Regions from separate parts of the Zea mays genome. Here all the other regions are linked to region 1. The links are chromatin contacts, called in public Hi-C maps. All regions are on one chromosome and are shown on one strand. The core of a region is the stretch at or near the end of the contact, and the rest is flanking DNA. Distances in the headings are between cores, read along the strand shown.

Region 1 (4,244 bases), core at 1,417-3,916:
ACCTTGCAAACATTATTTGTGCAAGAGATTATCCTATGATTCTGGCAAAATTGTCATAATATGCCATCAATGCCTCAATTTTTTTGGATCGGCCGTTGTCTAGAACCCTTGCCCTTCATGAGAGGGCCAGACCCATGTCTAATTAGGAACGATGATTCCATTAGCTGTGCTCTATGGTACTTTCTTATATTAAAATTGTTAAATAAGTCTTGACAGTATCCTCTTCCCCATATCACTAGAACATTGTATACCGCTGCCAGTATTTATTGCTTTTTGCGTCAATTTATTAATCCGGGTCTTTTCCTAGGCCAATGAGAAGGAAATGGAATCTCGCACCTTTTCCTACTCACCGGGTTTATCCGCATCAGGATAAACGATCGTATCAGCTCCGTGAGCATCCGTTCTTTTCTTCTCTTTTCTTCTTCCAATGAGAAGCGATCAGGTCACTGGAGCAGCACTTAACGTAGACGACGATGGCTAGATAGTGACCAGAATCTTTTCTGAGAAGCATGCACATTGCTCACGTGCCTCGTGAGTTACTTTGTTAATTGGTTTAATTTTGAAAGGTTTTATTTATTTACGCTGAACAATTTTTTTGCCTCGTTCAGAGCGAAAGTTTTTCACTGTTTTTTTCTTTCTTAAGAGCTATTTTGGGAACTCAATTTTACTAAGAGATTTCTGTTTTCTTAAGGTAAAATAAACTAATTTCTAAGGAAAATAGAAATCCAAATGAAGTTCCCAAACTATCCCTAACTGAGTAAGAATTAAAGTTTATCCCATACCATGTAACCTTGATATATCAGTTTATGTGTTTTTTCATCCAATGCAATATGAGCACGTCGATGATCCTAAGTATTTAAAAGTGGACGATTTTAGTTTAATAAAACTTGCGGGAAACCTCAATTATATCTATCTCGGCGATGTTGTATATATTTACGCATAATAACATTGGGAGCCCTTCGTAATTTTAAATACCTATAAATCCTGGGCCCACCACTGGTCCGTTGGCCATTGGCCAAGCTCTGTTTAGTACAAATATGACATTTGTACGCTATGCAACTTTCCGCGAGAAAATCCTTTCAATTCCATATTTTCAGCGAGAAGATCCCTTTATTTCCATATTTTTTCTATTCAAATAGATCGAACCAATTTCTAGTGGCATTAAAGAGTCGTTATAGATTTTGATGGAATTAGAGGGATTTGCTTTAAATGGAACTAACGACGTTAGCTTCAAAGTAACGACGATGGAATTCAAGGGATTAAAATTTAAATTTGATGGCATTGAAGAGAAGCTATAAATTCTTATGACATTGAAGGAATTGGTATAAGTTTAGATGGTATTGAAGGGATTCTCTTGTTAAACTTTGATACAATAAGTGCTAGTTTGGAAAATTAAATCTCTTCGAGATTCTCGAAGATTGAGAGAAAAAATGAGCTAATTTTCCACTCAATCCTTGACAATATCAGAGGGGATATAAAATTTCAAACTAACCCTAAGGGCTAATTTGGTCACTAGATAATTAGAGGGGGTCTATGAGAAAGAATTACCTTGCTATTCAAAAGTGAACGAAAGGAATTGAAGTGAATTAATTCCATGGTCACCAAACCAGTACTAAGGGCCCGTTTGTTTCGTTGGAATTGAATTCAATTTTAATAATTATAATTTAGACAAAACTAATTAAGTTTATATATTTATATATATAATATATTTGTATATTATCCTAAATCATATGAGAGAGTTAGTTATATAGTATATTTATGTTATAGAGGTGCAGGTAGAAGAGTGTGCTATAAGTTATACATCGGAAAATTAGCATGTAAATCTATAGAATCAATTTCCATCTCTCACCCCATGAATTTGAGATAGGCTTATATGATAACTTTGGAAAGTGGTGGAATGTCATATTCTAAAAAATTAGCCTATTCCATTAGTAAGATTCCAATTCCTCGAAATGAAAGGAAACAAACGGGGCCAGGGATTGTTCGGTTATGTTTGGAACGAAGGGGTTGAATTCCTCCCTAATTAAAATTGAATGTAAGCGGATTTAATCTTTTTTAATTCCATTTGATCAAGACGCAACCGAATGGTCCAAGAAAATCCCCGGGGAAATAAGGACCGCTGCTAATAAAGAGAGTAAAAGTAGATCTTTTATTTTGTACATCTTGAGAGATTCTGATATTTGCTATCAGCAAAAAATAGGTTTGTAAAATTGTCATCAGACCCACATTTTATAGACTCAGCTGGACCCACAATTTATAGACACAGTGGTAATTATAACAAAAAGACGTGAGTGGCAAAAAATCAATTATCTCGTACATCTTCGGGGCATTCGCTTATCACTGCACAGTTTTTTTTTTTTTTTTTTGCTTTGCTAAAAAACAGAATAGTGGTTTGCGAAACTTTTCATCTGTTGGGCTCTGATCTCGAATTATCACTGAATGAGATTTTGGGGCCGAACGCTCTGACCTTGGGCCGAATTCCCGGCGCACCTAAAAAATCCCAACGCTACCAAACGCCCAAAAAAAAGCCAGGCCAGGCCAGGCCAGCGTGAAACGACCCAGTCCAGTCATGTTGACTTCTCCGCGTTCGACTCGGCTACCCGAAACTCCCTTGGGCGCCGAGGCGACAGCGGCACGCGGGCGAAGCTGCGTGGGCGGCTCGTTCGGCTCGGCTGGCCCTGGACGCTTCACCTCCCCCCTCTCTGTCTTGTCCGCTTTTGGTCGACCGCGGCCTTGGGCGGAGCAATCCAGGTGGAGTGGGCCGAGAAGCGGCCGCCTGATCGAGCCGAACCAACGGCCGACGCGGCGCACGCCATGGTAGCAGGTTCGTCGACGCCCTCCATGTCGGAGCCCCCTCTCCTGCCGTGCTTACGCGTGTCTGATTGATCGGCTGCGCGCGTCGCCGACTCGATCCGGCCGGTTGGTGGATCGTCTGGTCGCCGGGACGAGGGTGAGGAATCCGTCGAATTCGTGCCCAATTTCGGCCCGATCGGTGGTCGGATTGGGTTGGGAAGCTCCGCGGCGGTGGGCGTGTCCGGTCGGTTAGGCTTCGGTGCCGCTGGGGCTGGGGCTGGGTAGCGGTGCTTGGGGATACTATTGCTCCTGTGAATGTTTATAGGAAGGGCTCTTCTTGGTTTCGCGCCGAGAGTCTCGCCGGGCCTATTGCTAGATATGCTACTCCAGCCGGCCGTCGAAGGAAAATCGATGCGATTAAGATAAGGGCACGCGTAAAGACGAGGTGTCAGCCTTGACGGATTGTTTAGCTTAGGATGAACTTGCTGCCTTCCACGATGCCTTTTACCTAAGCCGTGACTCGTGGACTTCTGTGGTTTTAAACACTGATGCGCTTGTTGGGATCCTGTATTTCACGGAGAAACGGGATATGGTTATGAGCTTTAGCCTTGTGCTTGCTTTTATGCCAGGATTTCTCATTCTTTATATACTCCATTCGCTAGATGTAGGTAAGTCCATCTGAATCATTTGGTACTAGATGTCTAGTACTGGTGTAGATGTAATGTAAAACCTAGGGTGACAAGACTAATGTGTGTGTTGTATTGTCAAAAGTCATCAATATGTGCTTTGCAAGCACTAATATAAGCATTCTGGTATTTTGTGTACCTGTCCTTACATGTATTAGCGATGGATGTGGCATCTGTGATGTACATTGCCTACATATTGAGGAACCAAAATATTGAAGTCTCACCATGTTCATGGGCTTTGGTTACGCACATGTTGCGAATTCAATTAATGATCAGGCTTGAGGCCATCAGGGCTTGAACTAGTGCTTGTATTTTTTAGCACATTCCTCACTGTAGTTTTGTTTTCTTCTTAAGGAGGAACTTTATTTGACCCCCATTCTGTATTGTTTACTACTTCTGACCAAATATATAGGTAAAAATATTAATATTTATGACACCAAATAAGTATAGTATGAAAGTATATGGACAAACCCAATGTTGGAGCCTCCCATATGAATGGGGTCTGGGGAAGGAATAAATGAGGCAAGTCTTACCCTTGCATTTTGCAGAGCGTCGAACCCAAGGCCTTTGGCCCAGTGGAAAGGCACACCACTGCACCATATCTATCCTTCATAGTACGAAGATGTATCTCATAAAAATCTAGTGGTGCTTATTTTATATTATAAATATTTGTATTGTTTATAGTTAATCAAACGCAAGACACTTTAACTTGGTAGTGTGCTAGAATTGGATTTTTTGTCGACTGAGGGAGTACCATATCGTCTT
Region 2 (4,264 bases), core at 260-2,759, 310 kb before region 1:
AGAATCCATAGCAGTGCCAGCTGCATCAAAACTATGGGAAGGGTGATAAGCATGTGCAGCAACTTGCGACGACGAGTCAACTCTGGAAGCTTGTTTGCCACCCAACCAATCTATGCTTGCAACATTAGTTTGCATAGCAGGTGACGAGGCACCGACGGAACTGAAAAGAAAAAGGGGCTTCAGTGCAAGCTTTTAAAAAAGAATGACAAAAATCTGTAGAAAGGATTATTTCTTGCTTTATGAATTCCGTACAGAAAAGGTTCGCATTGACGTTATGTAACTACCCGCAGCCGCGGAAAGGTGCCGGGACGTGAGCAAGATCACAAGCAGAGATAACTTGGGGAAATGGACGAGAAAAGGTTCCTCTCCGATTTGATTCCTTTCTAGTTCGTTGTCTGGGTTCTACCTTTGCATGGCAGTGGCTTATAAGACAGAGGCTAACTCTACCTTGTGTGCCCATGCATACATATGACATACCAACACCAAATATGTATACGCCAGCTGTAGATTTGTTCGCGCCGTTGGCATGGTACCAGCCGTGACAAGTTAGCTTGTCATCCAAATAAAATAACTGTTTTCAGGTTTTAGCATTCAAGCATAGAAACTATAGCACCATGTTCAGATCTAACATCAAAAAATGAATTGAGAATAAGCTACCTAGATCTATAGTTAACAAGGCTACCATGAGCTCCAGTGGCTCAATAGTCAATCCTATGCTACCAGTCTCCACACCATCAAATGTGCCACATTCTCCACTGATTTTTGCAAACTGCAATCCTTCTCAAATCTCAATTGCTGCACTGTGACCAAACCAGCATTAGAATATAATAGCATGAAGTCAGCACAAATGTAGCATGTCCCCCTAATCATAATATTTGGTGGCAAACACGTGTAAGCTCTAATCGCAGAATTATGTCATTCATTGTTACCGTTCATTAATCTGTAACACTATACAGCAGCAGGAACCAATCTAGCAACTCAAATCCTGGCGTTTTGCAGCCAAAAGGAGAAGTAAAGCTCAGCCAGCTACACTTGATTTTCGCCGACCATGGACGTATAACTGATGTTGGCCATCAAATATCTCATGCTTTCCCCTACAAAGGAGTGTCCTAGAGTCCAATCAAAATTCCATAATCGAATTTGAGCCACCGCCTCGGCAAATCCTACCTCGAATCCTACAATAGGTCTTTTGGACGAAGTAAAATCTACCTTTCTTACGCAGAACCAACACCCTCGCCACCAATCCGAGCACTGAGACCCCGATTCCCTAACCAAGCAACAGCGCCTACAGCTGAGAATCTACAACCAAAAGTAGAGAGGTCCCGAGGCGCGACCGCCACCGTACCTGGCTACCGGGGTGTGCGGCGGCGACGAGGACCGGGCGACGGCCATCGGCGTTTCTGCCACCGCCCCCGACGAGCTCCTCACCTCCTCTCGCATCTCCCTCTCTCTCTATCTCTCTCTCACACACACTCCGTGGCGCCCGCGCCTGTCGCTCCTGGGCGAAACGAAATGGGGAAAAGATTCCCCCGATCGCGACGCGCCGGGCGGCGCATTGATGCGGCCGTTACATCGACCGTTAGTCACCGTTAGTATCCATCTCACGCCGTCAATTCGAGCGCCCCCGGGAGTTGGGCCCATAAGGCCCACGTGAATTAGATAGGCCCTCAAGATTTAGTGGGCCCATGGGCTCCTTTTCATCGAGCAGCAAGTGGACTCTCCACTCTTCTTCTGCGGTCGGATCCCCCGGCGGGTCGGACTGCGGAGCACGGGCTCCGGCGAGCCGCTGACGAGGGCCTGTGCGGCGACCGAGCTCGTGGCGGGAGAAGATGGACGAAGCGAGCACCTCCGCGTCCGGCGCCGCGACGAGGCGCGGCTTCGTGCCTGCGAGATCGGGAGGTGAGTCACGATCTGATGGCTGGGCTGGCTTCGATTCGGTCGCGTCGCGTCTAGGTTTCCACGCTCAGGAGCGGTGTGGTCTGCGGGAGATAGTAGCCTCAGCCCTCAGATGCTAGGGTTAGTAGCTCGCGCGATCGTGGGATTGCATAAACGCTTAATTCGAGCGTAAAATTGCAGTTCGCATTGTTGATTTGGTCTTACATGTTACGGAGGTTGCTTGCTTACAATTACAATCCATTTATCTGAACAGCATTTGAGGTGTGTGCATGCTATGCTAATGTAAGGTTACATTTGGTGAGTCTTTATAAGGCCCCGTTTGGTATAAGGGACTAATGCTCCATTTCAGTCCCATTTAGTCCCTAAATTGGCAAACGCTGGGACTAAAATAGTGATTAAACTGTTTTAGTCTCTAGTCCCTCAAGGGGTGACCAAAAAGGACTAAACCATATAAATTCCAGTTTTTGCCCTTGTTTTATCAGTTGTACTAATTGCGGAAGAATGCTAAGTGGTATTTTAGTCCTCTTATGATTCATTTAATGTGTTTTAAATAATTTTAGTCCGTAGAAGTCTCCTAACTAAATTTTAGTCACTGGACTAAAGTAACCAAACGGGACCTAACAATAAATGAACTTTTAGCTAATAATCATGGTGGGCATAAAGTTAGGGGGTGTTTGTTTTATAGGGACTAATTTTTAGTCCCTCCATTTTATTTCATTTTAGTCCCTAAATTGTCAAATACGTTTAGTTTCCGTGTTTGGCAATTTAGGGACTAAAATGGAATAAAATGGTGGGACTAAAAATTAGTCCATAAATTTAAGTTTCCGTATTTGGTAATTTAGGGACTAAAATGAAATAAAATGGAGGGACTAAAAATTAGTCCATAGAAACTAAACACACCCTTAGTCACCATCTGGACTCGCGATCTGTATCATCATTTTTTAGAATCATGTGAAACACAATACTGATGCAACCACAGGCAGATTTTGTTGTATTAACTTGTGTTTCCTTTATTGGCAACTACTGAATCTGGACATAAGAAGATTATTTGGTGGATTTCTTTTACAAACTTTGAGAATTCAGATTATCTGTATTTTCCTATCATTGTTGTGCGTTGCAGTACTGTTCTAGTTTAGTACTCCATAGAGTTGACAATTCTTTTTTTCCATTTTTGAAAAGTTTGTTAGTTTTGCAGTTTTCTATAGGTTCACCCAGCAGAACCTCCCAGCTTGGAAGCCAGCAATGACACCTGGATGTGTAAGTTTGCTCTGATCCTATCGACAGGTTTGGCATATAGACTGTTTCATATGCAGTTCAAATGATGATATTTTACTTCACTGTTTTCAGATAATAGCAATGTTCTTGATTATCGGAATAATTTTCATACCTTTCGGGCTTCTTTGTCTCCAAACTTCAAATCATGTATTGTTCTGCTCCCTCTGGTAGATACTGATGTTTCCTTTAATCTTTATACCGCAAGGTATAACTGATGTGCTCATTATTCCGGTTCAGATTGCAGAAATCATCTACCGCTATGATGTTGACTGTGTGCCTGATGCTTACAGAGGAAATAGGCAAGCTTATATTAAGGACAGCTCGATTTCTAAGAACTGTACTCTGGAAGCGAAGGTAGATCGTTATGTGATTGTTGTTAGACTACCCGTCTAGGGTTTGGGGTGTTCCCCATGTAATTACCGTTTTACCCCTCACTGTAATGGGCCTGGCCCAGCTACTAAGCCTATTAATACTATTCCCCATCCCTGGTTAGGGGCATGAGTTCAGTTTCCAACATGGTATCATCAGCCTAGGTTTAGGTTTCCTGTTTCCCTGTCCTACAGCCGCCGCCAGGGGCATCCTCTCCCCTACGCAGCCGCCAGGGGCCTCCTCTCCCCTGCAGCCGCCGGCCTCCTCTCCCCTGCGACGGCCGCCGGCCCCCAGTCCTCTCCCTCCTCTCCCCTGCGTCGTCCGCGCCTCTCCCTCCTCTCCCCTGCGTCGGCCGCCGGCCCCCAGCCGACGTCCGCGCCCCTCCCTCATCTCCCCTGCGACGGCCGCCGGTCTCCAGCCGCCGCCCGCCGCGCGCCGAGCCCCGACCGTCGCGCGCCGAGCAGCCCCGTCCACGCCCTCTCTGCTTCCCAACTCTCCCCGGCCGCGCCCTCCATCTCCGGCGTGCCCACCCGCCGGATCCGCGCGCGCCCTGCCAGTGCCTGCCGCCGCCGGCCCTCCTCTGCCTGCGCGCCCTCATCCCCGGATCCGCGCGCGCCCTGCCAGTGCCTGCCGCCGCCGGCCCTCCTCTGCCTGCGCGCCCTCCTCCCCCTTCGCCACCGCCGCAGCAGCCCTCTGCTGCCCGCCGCCGCGCCCTCTGACCATG
Region 3 (4,519 bases), core at 477-2,976, 380 kb before region 1:
AGTGAAAGTACTTGTTACTGACACATGATAGACTTTGACAACAGATAACTAGCCAGGCAAAGATGAGAGCAAAGTCAGAAATCAAACCAGCACAGCATCCCAACTCAGAATAAACCAGTTGCACACGAAGTCTGCTATGTAATGAACTGTCCAGGTCTCCAGTAAAACTGACGAGACCTTTCAACTCTCTAGTAGCAAACTAGAAAGCAAGTGCGGTGGGTCATATTCTAACACTTTGAGCATCCGTTGAAACAAATTGGCACAGAAGATAGCCTCCGAATTATATGATCCGATTCAGATGTGAAAAGTCTACATTATTATTTTCGAGGTCAATTTTCCTAACCTCCAAGTCTTAGACAAAATCATCACATTTGATTACAACTAAGCAGAACACCTAGCAGAAACTGAATCTATTACTCGCCATCAAGAGCTCAAACTAAAATAGTTGTGCACTAAGTTTGCAGTGAATTATCCAAGTGCCTGCTCATAAAACAACATATATGAGTGATACTGGTTGGCATGTGCAGCAGATAGAACTCTAACCAGTATCCATCAAAACAAACAAGCACATAACAGTGAACGCGGCCGAAGTAGATTCACTGATTCTGTGCACCTAATTGATAAGAGACTAATCTGAGCTCAATCAAACACCACATACGAGCATGTTTAGTCATACTCAAAAGTGGCGATGTTTGCTACCAACACAAAACAGATTAATAACAGATAACTAAACAGACAACGATGAGAGACCAACACAGCACCATACCCAAACCGGAGTAGAACAGTTGCACATGAGGTGTTTAGTTTATCTGAACTCTCTAGTGGCAATCAACAAAGCCGTATATCATATTATCATCCTAAACACCGTAAGTATCCATTGAAACAAACTGGTACAGAACACAACCTTAGATTAGATGATCTTATTCATATGCAAAAACTCTTTATTTGAACTCTTTGTTGTCAATTCTCCCTAACCTCATAGTTTTGGTTACTAATCACAAGCCAAAATCCGTGCACCGAGAAAGAATTGAAGCTAATCATCACCACCATCGTTTTGAGCCCAAAGTACGACAGCTGCACACTAAGTTTGCAAATGAATTATCAGGTGTCTGCTAAGATATGTGCAGCAGATAACATTCTACTATCTCAAGCGTCACCAACTCACCATAACAGCAAACAAGGTCTCGAAAGTAGATGCTCTGATATCAGTGAGAGTGTGAGACCATCCAGTCCTTAAATACTGGTCTCAGACAACTCTAAATTCGATGGATCATCACATCCATCCAAGCACAAATAAGCAGCAGACGGATCTAAACACTGGACGAAACCACGCCAAACAGCGACAGTCGTACAGAGCCAGTGCGAGGAGACGGGGAGTAGGAGGATGCGTGCCTTGGCGACGTAGTCCATCTCCGCGAACTTGAAAGCGATGCCGAGGCAGCCGAAGAGGACGGAGACGTTGGAGCAGGCGCGCGAGAAGGCCCCAGCGTCCATGGGCACCGCGGGCTGCTGCTTAGCGACGGCGGCGAGCTCCTCGAACGACACCGCTATACGACGCAGTGGCTTATCGGCCTGGCTGGAACCCATCGCCGCCGCTTTCGGAGAGCTCGCCGACCTCGGGTGCTGGCAAGCACGGGGAAGAAGACGAGAATTTTTTCCCTCCCCTTTTTTGTTTTTTTGGAGGATTTTTAGGAGAAAAGTTTGGTGCTGCCGGCTTGCCTTTCGGTGTTTCAACGCGTTCATTTTTTTTCGTCATTTTTGATGAGGTAGGCAGGTGGCACGTATGGTCCTTGCCTTGGGAAGCTGGCCGTCGTTGTTCGATGCGTTGTGGGTTTAGCTCGCTGGGCGGAAGTTGGGCCATTTCGTTTCAGAGCCCACGCCCAAAAAGAACAGGATGCCCGTGGTTTTTCGATGTCGTGCTGGGCTTCACTGGGCAGCAGTTCACCATTTTCGTTTCAGAGCTTGCGCCCACAAAAAAACATGAGGCCCGCTGCCGTTCGATGCCGTGCTGGGCTTCGCTAGGCGGAAGTTGGGCCATTTCGTTTCAGAGCTTCCGCTCAGGAAAAAACAAGAGGAAGGAATACTTCCCTTTGGGATAAGTTAATTAAAAATACAGCGTACAAGCTTTGACAACACTCAACCTCTACTAGAGGTCATTAAAACTTTTAGTTCCATCAGTAAAGCAAATGTCCATAAATTTTAAGTACTTTTGAAGTATGTGATTTGTCAATATTATTACAGAATGCTTTGCTCATTATAAGGGCATACACCGTCATTTCGGAATGTAGTAATACTTTCGGCCTGCTCAGCATTGATGTAGTGATGAATCCCTGACAGTATCAAGAAACGAAATAGTGGTGAAGCCCACAACTGAGAGTATGATAAATAAAATAGCAAATGGCCCCAAGAAACAGACACCTGCTAAGTCTCCGAAACTGTCAGATTATGACAATCTGTAAAGAGTCAGATCCACTGTTATGTCAATCAGCAAAGAACCGTCATGTGAACGGATCCTAAGACTGGGGCGACAATTGCGCATCATCATCCTCTGAAGAATGGATACAGGCATGCAGCAAAGATGAGAAAAAAAAAAGAACACAAATGTAACACACTGCAACGGATGGGAGGAAGTGGTGAAGGCGAACTCATGAACAGTGGAGTCAGAAACGATAACATGTCAATCAGCAAAGGTCCGGAAGTCCGGATCCTAAGACTGGGGCGACAAAAACCATATCATCATCCTCCGACACGACCATCGACACTGATGAATTCAAAAGAAATCAAAATCAAAAGATGGGAAAACAACACTGTTTCGACCAAAAAACGCACCGAGCAGCGAGAAATCATGGGAGTCAAGAATGCTAGACGACCGTAGAAGAATTCGGCTACACGCGTTGTGTATTTATATTCAGCTACCGCCGGTGAGGTGTCTTCAGACTGCGAGCGGCGGCGCGCAGCGGCTGTATATTTTATATTGAACGAAGGCACGCAGCAGGTCAATTAGGGTTTCTAGTGGGCCTCGGGGTGATTGTGGGCCTTTTCTCGAATGCGTGAGAGACAAGCGTCTAGGTCCTATTCTGGGCCTAGAACTAAACCATTTCGAGTTCTTTCTAAAAAATATTCTTCAACGATACGTTATCTCAACTCTTAATCTTTTGACAGTTGCCCGTTCATTGTTTCTTTCTGTATATTACATAGATAGATTTGTTCTAATAAAATATAAAAATATGTGTTTTGATTAGGTAGGTATGTGTCGGGGTAAGAATCTCTAGCCCCAAGGAGCCTATCAGTCAGCAAGCACACTGAGGAAAGGTCTTTGGCAACAGAGGCCCGCTGGTTAGCTGGAGGAGATAGGTAACGACTACCCGAGAGCCACCCACCCTCAGACGAACCACGTGGCACTGAGCCTGGAGTCGAATATAACAGAACCTGACAGGGGTGGGCGCGCCAAAAGAAACCACTCGAGTGGATCACGTGCCTGTTCGAGACCGACCCATCGTAAGTGACTGGTCGCATTAAGTGCGCCTGGCGATGGTTAGAAGAAGTGTAATTAGGTATATCTCGTGTATGTACCTTCTTCTCCTTAGCCATGAGGCATGTGTGTCGTTCGTTAGGGAAGAGGGAAGACTTGTCGAAGGCAGATGCAGCAAGTCCTTCATCATCGGAGTCGGATGAATAACAGTCAGAGTCCCTTTCCTTTCCAATGTTCGCCTCGCCCTTCGCCTTCCTGTAGTTCTTCTTTCTTTCCTTCTTCCCTTTCTTCTCTTGTGTCTGGTCATTGTCATTATCGGAACATTGTGCTATAAAATGACCCGACTTACCACACTTGAAGCAAGAGCGTTTTCCCCTTGATTTGTTCTTGTTGGGATACTCTTTGCGTCCCTTCAAGGCGGTCTTGAAACGCTTAATGATGAGCGTCGTTTCGTCTTCATTGAGCCCGACAGCCTTCACTTGTGCTACCTTGCTAGGTAGCGCCTCCTTGCTGCTGGTTGCTTTGAGGGCAACGGGTTGCGACTCATGGAGAGGAAGTGGTCTGTTTAAGGCATCGTCCACATATCTTGCCTTTTTCACCATCATGCGCCCGCTTACGAATCTTTCGAGAATTTCCTCGAGTGTCATTTTGGTGTACCTGGGGTTCTCACGAATAATATTTACAAGATGGGGGTCAATAACAGTAAATAACCTTAGTATGAGTCGGACGACGTCATGATCCGTCCATCTTGTGCTTCCGTAGCTTTGAATTTTGTTGATAAAGGGTCTTTATCCGGTTGTACGTTAGAGTTAGCTCTTCTCTCCTTATCATTGTGAATCTCCCCATCTCGCCTTCCACCAGTTCCATTTTGGTAATCACGGTGGCGTCATTACCCTCGTGGGAGATCTTGAGGGTATCCCATATTTGCTTGGCATTGTTTAAGCCGCTTACTTTCTTGTATTTATCCCTGCATAGAGATGTTAGCAAAACAGTAGTGGCTTGGGCATTTTTATGTATTTGTTAATTGATAAATACAGGATTATATGT

Evidence for each region. Hi-C and Micro-C count contacts between places; a contact is called where the count stands out from the background.
Region 2: a Hi-C map of leaf shows a contact between it and region 1, with 3 times the contacts expected there. The contact joins the promoter of LOC103644136 here to the promoter of LOC100283272 in region 1. A contact is called at or near these places in 13 of 25 Hi-C or Micro-C datasets (bundle sheath, ear, leaf and 5 more) and 1 of 3 datasets of contacts at active chromatin or transcription factors (seedling).
Region 3: a contact with region 1 is called in a Hi-C map of bundle sheath, with 3 times the contacts expected there. The contact joins the promoter of LOC100275982 here to the promoter of LOC100283272 in region 1. A contact is called at or near these places in 7 of 25 Hi-C or Micro-C datasets (bundle sheath, ear, endosperm and 3 more).

Annotation. Positions count from the first base shown.
Region 1 is chr1:292,316,833-292,321,076 of Zm-B73-REFERENCE-NAM-5.0, forward strand. LOC100283272 reads left to right here and starts at 2,667. Exons shown (of 5, transcript NM_001369528.1): 1 at 2,667-2,824. The coding sequence starts at 2,815.
Region 2 is chr1:292,009,136-292,013,399 of Zm-B73-REFERENCE-NAM-5.0, forward strand. LOC103644136 reads right to left here and starts at 1,510. Exons shown (of 7, transcript NM_001346920.1): 1 at 1,346-1,510; 2 at 1-160. The coding sequence starts at 1,440. LOC100273403 (Putative ALA-interacting subunit 2) reads left to right here and starts at 1,773. Exons shown (of 8, transcript NM_001147840.1): 1 at 1,773-1,899; 2 at 3,092-3,153; 3 at 3,244-3,318; 4 at 3,409-3,525. The coding sequence starts at 1,830.
Region 3 is chr1:291,937,166-291,941,684 of Zm-B73-REFERENCE-NAM-5.0, forward strand. LOC100275982 reads right to left here and starts at 1,727. Exons shown (of 4, transcript NM_001149886.2): 1 at 1,393-1,727. The coding sequence starts at 1,587. LOC111590763 (small nucleolar RNA U31b) reads right to left here and starts at 2,549; the gene lies at 2,461-2,549. It overlaps LOC111590764 (small nucleolar RNA U31b), which reads right to left and starts at 2,744; the gene lies at 2,658-2,744.